2 separate regions of the Mus musculus genome follow, and region 2 is linked to region 1. Evidence: chromatin contacts called from public promoter capture Hi-C data. All regions are on one chromosome and are shown on one strand. The core of a region is the stretch at or near the end of the contact, and the rest is flanking DNA. Distances in the headings are between cores, read along the strand shown. Region 1 holds the start of Fam122a (family with sequence similarity 122, member A). Region 2 holds the start of Rfx3 (regulatory factor X, 3 (influences HLA class II expression)).

Region 1 (4,282 bases), core at 1,090-3,589:
GCAGCAGAACACATGCAGAGAAAGGCCTTGTACTCACTGAGGCCCAGCTCTCTATGTGTGTTACTAAATCCCTGCTTCTCCCTGCAAATTGGCATCAGGAATAATAGCTAACCCCTGATGCTGTTGTGGGCAAGGATTTAATGGGATATGGCATCGTGTAAATTAGTTCTTTAACAGGTATGAATACTTAACGTTATTTTATCTTCAGGATCCATACTTAGTAAGAACTTCAATTAAAACCTGTTTGAGACCAAGTGGAAAGATATATGGGCAGGGAAACAGGAGACTTAGCTTCAAGTCTTGGTTCCCACCATTAACAAGCTGTGCAAAGCTGACTGTCACTGACCTTTGTATCTTAAAACAAAAACAAAGCTGGTCGTAGTGGCGCACACTTTTAATCCCAGCACTCGGGAGGCAGAGGCAGGCGGATTTCTGAGTTCGAGGCCAGCCTGGTCTACAGAGAGAGTTCCAGGACAGCCAGGGCTACACAGAGAAACCCTGTCTCGAAAACAAAACAAAACTCTTAGCTCAAAGTGGCCAGATTTGTATATATAACTCCTCAAGCCTACCAAAACTGAAAACTCAACCTCCACCCCATGTACCTTTCCTATTCATTTGACATTACCATCTAAATTACCTATTTCTTTTTTTGTTTTTTAATTAGATGTTTTATTTACATTTCAAATGTTATCCCCTTTCTTAGCTTCCCCTCCAAAAATCCCTTATCTCCTCCCCGCCTCCCTATTTCTTTGAACACCGAAATTTAACCTATTGGCAAATCTCATCCCAGATGACATCAGTGGATCCCCTTCTCCCCATTCCCTACTGTTACAACCCTACCCCAGTATTCTGCTCTCTGTAGCAGCTTTCTACTCTATCTTCTGGCCTCCACTCTTGCCTCTGGCCCCCTTTCAGCTCATTCCATGGTGTTTAAAGCAAAAACCATGCTGAGTGTGGCACGATATGCCCTTAGCCCTACTTCCTTTGGGAGTGAGGTGAATCACTAGAGCCCAGAAGTTTGAGATTAGCCTGAGCAATGACTTAGTGAGACTCCATCTCAAACCATAACAGATAAAGCCCAAGCCTATTATTCCCCTGCCTAATACTGCTCAGGGACTTATAATCATAGGACTGGGCGCTCAGTCCGTTGACCTCTCAGGTCACCTGTCTCCTTCTTGATTTTTCTTTCCTTGTTCTTCCCCAGACGGGTGGGTATGTTGGCCCTTCGCATTGGTTGGAACACTCGGCCCTGCCCCCACCTCCCACAGTCCACAGGATTTGTCATTTACAACTGAACTCTGCCCAACTGCCCCTCAAGGGCTATATATAGGTAGTGCTTGACCACACCGTCCCACTTCTACCTCCAGCCATACCACCAAAAGTCCCCTATTTTCTCATCCCCCACTCCCACCCAGTAGAAACTGAATGTCCTCACACAAGTCCATTTCCTAGCACAGTACCTGGTACATAGTAAGTAGGTATGCCCGAATAGGAGACTTGACTGAATAAATGAACACATACAACTTCCCTGTTAATGAGATACAAAGTTTTGTATTAATTACATAAGCTAAAAATCTGTTGATCTATGAATGTGTCTTTTTTTTTTCTTTCATTGGATTCCCACACCAAGTGAACATTAGTATGTGCACGGTTAACGGCAGAAATATGACAACTTTTTTAAAAAAGATGTCACAAAGCTTCTTCCTCCCAACCGCCTTAAGTCTACTATTCTCTCTTGGCCCTCCCCGATTCTGTCCTAGTGTAAATCAACCTCCTCTTTGGCCTTTTCCCTGTAGGTTCTAATCCCATGTCTTCTTCCTCAGACCTCAGCCAAAGGCTGCTCCTGTACCCTAATATGCTTCCTTGAGAACGCCCGGGAGTTCATTGTTCTCAAAAAAAGCCCAGAACTTGCTCTTGTCCACCATCAGGCTAACAACCCTGTCCTCCTGGTTCCTGTCTGTCACCTAGCTGGGTAGCAGTGGCTCCCTGCTTCCAGTCCAGTTTTACAAAGCGCCGCCGTGGCCTCCTTCAGACTTCCCTCTGGGAAGCCCACCAGGCCGGGCCAAGCTCAATCATGAAGCCCCACATCACCAAGGGCCTATCTTTCTGAGCTCACACTTGCTTCATAAGCACATACACTTCTCAATGCCCCGGCCTCCGTAACCTGCCTTCCCGCGAGCCCGCGCCCAGTGACTATTTGCGGAAGAAACGAACACTGGAGTCGCCCAACCACTGCTCGCCCCCTGCCCCCGCCGCGGCGCCGCAGCCATGACGCACTAAGCTGGCGCCGCGAGAACGGGCGTGCCAGGGCGCCTGCGCGAAGGGGCACGCCTGCGCAGAGGCGCGAACCCGCTGACAGATTCTCGAAGGCGGCGGCGGCGGCGGCGGCCTTGGGCCGCGGGGAATGGGAGTCCCAGGGCCCTGACTGAGCACCGCCCCCGCCTCCCGGCCGCGCCATGGCTCAGGAGAAGATGGAGCTGGACCTGGAGTTGCCCGCGGGCGCGAGCCCGGCGGAGGGCGGCGGCCCTGGCGGCGGGGGCCTGCGGAGGTCTAACAGCGCCCCCCTGATCCACGGCCTCAGCGACTCGTCGCCGGTGTTCCAGGCCGAGGCGCCCAGCGCCAGACGGAACAGCACGACGTTCCCGAGCCGCCACGGCCTGCTGCTCCCGGCCTCGCCGGTCCGAATGCACAGCAGCCGCCTGCACCAGATCAAACAGGAGGAGGGCATGGACCTGATCAACCGAGAGACCGTTCACGAGCGCGAGGTGCAGACCGCAATGCAGATAAGCCACTCCTGGGAGGAAAGTTTCAGCCTGAGTGACAACGACGTGGAGAAATCCGCCTCCCCGAAGCGCATCGATTTCATTCCGGTGTCTCCGGCACCGTCCCCGACCCGGGGAATTGGGAAGCAGTGTTTCTCACCGTCCTTGCAAAGTTTTGTGAGTAGCAACGGACTGCCTCCAAGTCCCATTCCCAGCCCAACCACCCGATTTACCACCCGGAGAAGCCAGAGTCCCATCAACTGCATTAGACCAAGTGTTCTTGGACCATTGAAAAGAAAATGTGAAATGGAAACTGATTATCAGCCAAAGAGATTTTTCCAGGGCATCACCAACATGCTGTCTTCTGACGTTGCACAGCTGTCAGACCCCGGTGTGTGCGTATCTTCCGATACCCTGGATGGAAACAGCAGCAGTGCCGGATCTTCCTGTAACTCACCAGCGAAAGTCAGCACTACCACCGACTCTCCTGTGTCGCCCGCCCAAGCAGCCTCCCCCTTTATTCCAGTAGATGAACTTTCCTCAAAGTGACTCACTCATCTTGAATCCCCCTCCCCCAATGGAGAGACAAAAAAACAAAAACAAACAAAAAAAAAAAGAAAGAAAAAAATCAAGTTAGAGCAAGCACTGAACTTTGTCGATTACGTTAAAGCCGTTTCCTATTTGACTCTTCCCTCTTTTTGGAAATTCCTGAAATGTTATTCTAGAGAATTTCTATGTCAGGTTCCTGGGGATGCCCTTGAATTCAGTGTAGTAATATTTTCGGACTTTTTATCAATAAGTGTGTTGAAGCATACATTTTACGCTGCTAATATGTCTAAATACATATGTTATCCCTTGATTTTTTAAATAATTGAGAGCTCTATTTATTTATGGGATTATTAAGTTCTGATGAAAATATAAATGTTGAATTTCAGTTTAGTAAACTGATGTTTTAAAATTCCATAGTTCATGGCACACTAATTTTTGGTGTTTTCAATGGTTGCTATTTTACATCTACTGAAGAATTTACCTACTTACAGCTTTAAAAAGAATGTTAGTCATATCAGTCCATTGGTTGTCTAGTTTACCCAGGAGCCCTTGGTATTTAATGTCCTAGGCAGAAAGGTGGATGGGAGGGAAAAACGACAAAAGGAGAAATAGCACTTGCAGCAAATGTTTTAAAATTCAGTATATAAAGTAAATATTTACGGACATTTTCTAACACTTTTCATAGTAACTCTGGTAAATCACACTAATACAAGTACAGAAATGACAAGTTTCTTTGTGAAAACATTTTTAACCAGAAAGTGCATTCTTTTGGGTATAGTCCTAAACAAGCAGGGGGACGGTGCCTTGTAGTCTTAGCTCACATGGAGACAGGTGAAGGCAAGGCTCTTGCTGCCATCTCAGATTTAACACTTGTGAAATGTAAATGTGTGAGAAGCACCGTTGAGTGTTGGAGAATACCCAGACAGACGATACTCTCTCAATCCTTGATAGACTTGAAGCTATCCAGTCAC
Region 2 (4,756 bases), core at 383-2,882, 3.5 Mb before region 1:
GCTAAATCTATTGTTCTAATAGTTGGTTTCTAAAATGTCTTTTACCTAGCATTTCATGGCACAGAGAGGCAAGATAAAATGACGGCTTGTTTTCCCTAAAATGAGAATATTATGTATCCAATAGAACAGGTGTCAGGATTAAATGAGATAATGTATGTAAAACACTTAGCACAAGGTCTGGGGCACAGAAAGAGAGCTCAGCCTTATTTTAACAGGGAACTCATGCTGGCCCAAATCCCTCATGTGCCGGTGCAAAAATTAAGCCTCAAGAGGAGAACTGACTTCTTAAGGCTCTACTTCCAGTATGTTATTGTCTTGGATAAGCTGCTTAGCTGCAAATGTTGGGAGATTTTGGGTATTGGCGGGCCTGGGGGCACGTGCCTGCTGGACTCCAGTATGAGGAGAATTGGACGAATATGCTTGAACCATGAGGTTTCAGAAGCTGTGCCTTATCAACTCGAGTTTGAGGTGCCAGGTTGTGTGCTAATAATGTTCTCCATGGACAGAAGCCGTTCCCGTGTCCAACACAGCTCAAGAACAAGCTACCCCCAGGCTGTTAAGAAACCGATGCCAGCTAATAGGGCGATTGGTCTAGCTGGGATCCATCCCGTCAACTCTGAAAGGGTAGAGCCCCTTAAGGACCTACCGAGGGCTACTCTGAAAGGTCTAACCCACCCCTGTAGGGACCCTCATCCTCGGAAAGCTCGAATTCCCTTCCCCTTGGCACTTCCTCCCGGTCCTGCAGGGTGCTAACTTGGCGTCTCGGTTCCGCAGGGAGGTAGCGGCCGCGCCGAGCGAGATGGGTCACCGTTCGCGCGCCCAGGCTCTCGCTCCCTAAGATGGCGGCGGGAGCACCGCTCACACCCCGCCGCCCGCGCTCCTCAGGACCCCGCGGCCTCGGGAGGCGCGAGAAAGCGGAATTCGATGGAGGGGAGGGCAAAGCCGAGACCCTGGAGGCCCGCGCCGGCCGCAGAGAGTCTGGGAAAGGGATCACCCGCGAGGCATAAACGACCGACCGGGAAACACCACACTGGCGACCACGGAGAGGGAGGGGAGAAAAAAAAAAAAAAAAAAAAAAAACCTGAGCGGGGCGGGGGGAAGAGAGGAGAGAGAGGGGAGGAGCGCAGCACATCCGGGATATTAGCTGGGGCCGCCCAGGAAATGACGTACGCCCCGGGGTGGAGCCCGCTCTTCAAAGTGGGGTCTGCCTCCGCGGTAGCGCGCGTCTCACACAGTGTTGGCTCCGTCGTCACTCCCCCTCCCCTGGCTTCGCGCTTTTCCTCTCGCGGCTGCGGGGCGGCTGGGCACAGAGCTGGCGGCAGAGGCAGGCGGGGCTCCTTTGACGGAAAGTAGCCCTCGCCTCCAGACCCTCAGCTTTCCCCGGCGTCCTCCGTCCCGTTCCTCCAGGCAGACTCGCCCTGACCCCGGGCCCGCCAAGTCTTAAAGCGCACCTCGGGGGAAAAACCGACGTCGGAATCCCGACCGCAGCCCCCCGCCCGGGCTCCGAGCTGTCAGTCACGGCGCCGAAGCCGCTTCTTCCGGCGCTCTCGGGCCCGCCCTCTCCCCTCCTCCCTCCCCCCCGCCCCTCCCCGCGCGAGTGTCTCCCTCTCCCTCGCTCCCTCTCTCTCTCCCTCTCTCTCTCTTTTGTGAGTTATAGCAACCGTTGCCTTGTGAATCAAGCGCCATAGTCACCGTAGTCCTGGCGACTGTTACCCATCAACAACAACTACTCCTCTCCTCCTCCTCCTCCTCTTCCTCCTCCTCCTCCTCCCCACCACCACCATCTCCATCACCCACCAACAACACCACAATAATCCACAGCCAAGGTGAATATTCTTCGGTCTCTCTACATGTGTGTGGGAGCGTGTGTGTCCGTGCGTGTGTTCGTGTGTGCGAGCGAGCGTGGCTGTGCGGGGTCTCCCTCCTGACACCGGCTGCGGCCGCTTGAGGGGCTCGGTCCCGGGGGCTTGTTTACAATGGACCCGCGCGCGGCGGGCTCGGGGGTGTGGGCGCCGCGCGCCTGCCCGCCCGGCCTCGGCGCTCGGGGATGGAGCGGGAGCCGGGGCTGCGGGGCGAGCGGGCTAGGAAGCCGCCGCTGTCCGTCGCGGGTGTTGGAGCGTCCCCCCCAGGTCCGCGGGCGCCCAGGAGGAGGGGCAGGTGGAGAGAAGGGGCTCGCTTTCTCCCTCTCTCTTTCTTTAATTCGCTGCTTTGCAAAGCTGCCTGGTGGCTGCTGCTTTCCAAATCGAAATAGACAGCAGTGAGCAGGGGGGGTCCCCAAAAGGTGCTGCGCTGTGGTGGTTGTTGTTCACTTGCGGGGCCTTGTTGGGGGTTTTGTTATTTTTATCCTGGTACCTCGGTGAACTTTTCCCGAAGCCCGCTCCCTTCGTTTCGGCCCCTCTGTGCCTGCTGCTGAACGGACTGCACTTATTTGACCATCACTGGCCTCACGGGATTCTTTTTTTTTTTTTTTCTTTTAAAACTGTATTTTTCTTTGTGCTGCAAACAGTCTTAATATCCATTCAGCAGTCTTCTCCCCCCTTCCCCCCATTTGCACACACATTGAAACTAGGGGGCCTCTGCTGCTCTTGAGAGATTTTTTTTTTAAGTCTGTTTCTCTGTTTCTCTTCTCTCCTCTTTCCTCTCTTGTCTCTCCTCTGTCTCCTCTCCCTCTCCTCTCTCTCTCTCCCCCCTCCCCTTTTCGGGTTTGTGTGTGTGTGTGTGTGTGTGTGTGTGTGTGCTTGTGATTTAAACCGGATGCAGGGCATCTGTGCTACTTTGGTTAGTGGCTACTGACAGCGCTTTATCCTTCATGTGGAGATGGGAGGGGTAGTCCTGAGGTTCTGTTTCACTTTGATGCACCTCCCTCCCCACAGGAGAGTGTTAACAATTTTCATTGTGGTTTAGACTTTGTCTGTGATGAACAGGAAAAGGATATAAGGAAGCTTTGTGAGAACTCAGTTCACAACGCTATTTGTGACAGTTATGGTACTTTGAGAGTTTTTTTTTTTTTTTTTTTCCTTCTCCCATCTTCATCTCTATTCCTTTCCCTTGGAGAGTTGAAATTGAAGTCAAGTTGTTCATAAAGAATGTATGAAGCTTCTCAACTTGAAACGTGTGTATATTTCACTTTCTTTGTGGCTGTTAAGATCTAGGCATGTGTGTACTTAACATATTCTTTTTTGTTGACTTTTTGGTTTTCTTTGGACAATGATTTAAACCTGTTCAGAAGAAAAAAAAAACTTCCTTTTAAAGTGTTTCTTTAGAGGAAATAGTTGCCCTTGTAGATCTGAATACTTACCAGTTATGAAGTAGTATCGTCTTGATTAGAACCTGGCTTTGCAGATCCTTAATTTGCTCATTTTCAGCATAACAATTAATAGGTTATCAGAAAAAAATTGATGATGATTGTGAGCTAAAACAAATAGATTGTACTATTATAGTGGCACATTGAAATTTCCAATTCATATTTTAAAGTGCTTATTTAAATAATCTTTCCAACAGCAAACATTTATTGATTTAACTGACAGAGCAGCCTGTGAATAATGTGACAGTATTAATTATTCTTGAGATTGTCAATGGAGAGGTTGGGTAATTATAATGCCATTAAGGCTAATATTTTGTAAAACAAGTAAGAGTTGGGGGATTGGGAAAAACCTTACTTTTCAATTCATTTTCGTGTGATTGTTATTTTAAATGAAGCTGAGATTTGATTCTGAAAGAAGTCTGTTTGGATCTCTCAGCATTCTTTATATTTATTCATCCATTCCCAACCTGTCTTTGCAATTTTCAAATACTAACTTTTATTTTTTCTTTTCTTCTCATTTTCTTTTTTCTTTTCATCTTTCTTTTCTTTTTCTTCTTTTCCTCTTTTTTGTTCAGATGAGTGTCAAACGCCTGAACACTTTTCGATGGTAAAGCTCCTGGGTCTGAAGTTAAAAGGAGTTTTGCTGTCTTGGGACAGTTTTAGATCTTAATGGCATTCACATATGTTTCAGCTGAGTAGATTGTATATATTAAAATGTCTTAGATTAATATTTTATTTGTCGTGTCCAAGAGTGTTTAAGAGTCATTTCACTCATCAAGCATGTGTTTAATTTAGTTTTTTCCATTCACAAGTTAATTTGAGAGCAAATGTGGCATTGCATTATGTTAAGTAGCCTGTCCATTTAAAGCAAATCTTTGTGTTTTAAGAGTTGATATTAGAGATGCTTTAAAATAAAATAGTTTAGTGGATTGATTAACTTAGAGTTATAACAATTTATCTTTAAAATTAAATACAAATTTAAGTACCATTTAGTTCGACTTTTTTTTTCTGTGCTATTTTTCCTAGGAGGGACTGTACTATGCATTGACATTCTTTGTTTTCAGTGTTTTAGACTAACAGAAATCTGTGAACATAATCATGCTTTGAAATTAAACATGTGAAATAATGTTTTGAGTAGCTGAATATTTGTAGCTCAGAGTATGCCATGATGCCTATCTCTGTCTTTTTAAATTATATCCAGTGTACAAAATTCACATATATGATTGTCTATTACACAATTCTATTAAACTGTATAGAGAATAGGTATAGTAAATTTATATGTGTATAAGAAATTAATGCATTCCTAGTAGCTCTCCATTATTTCACAGTGCTCCCATGGTGTGAGAGTCTTATGCCTAATGTCTAAAATATTGCATTATTTATCCAATATTCAAATAATCTTGTATCCTGTGGAGATACTCACAGGTTTATAGCTTATAAGTGAAATAGTGA

Evidence for each region. Promoter capture Hi-C pulls out the DNA fragments that hold promoters and counts their contacts.
Region 2: a promoter capture Hi-C map of liver shows a contact between it and region 1, with 2.8 times the contacts expected there. A contact is called at or near these places in 2 of 39 promoter capture datasets (liver and pre-B cells) and 1 of 484 Hi-C or Micro-C datasets (CD4 T cells).

What each region holds. Positions count from the first base shown.
Region 1 is chr19:24,475,531-24,479,812 of GRCm38.p6, reverse strand. Fam122a (family with sequence similarity 122, member A) reads left to right here and starts at 2,339. Exons shown (of 1, transcript NM_026520.3): 1 at 2,339-4,034. The coding sequence starts at 2,457. The coding sequence ends at 3,311. All of the region lies in intron 1 of Pip5k1b (phosphatidylinositol-4-phosphate 5-kinase, type 1 beta), which reads left to right.
Region 2 is chr19:28,008,042-28,012,797 of GRCm38.p6, reverse strand. Rfx3 (regulatory factor X, 3 (influences HLA class II expression)) reads left to right here and starts at 1,632. Exons shown (of 17, transcript NM_011265.3): 1 at 1,632-1,826.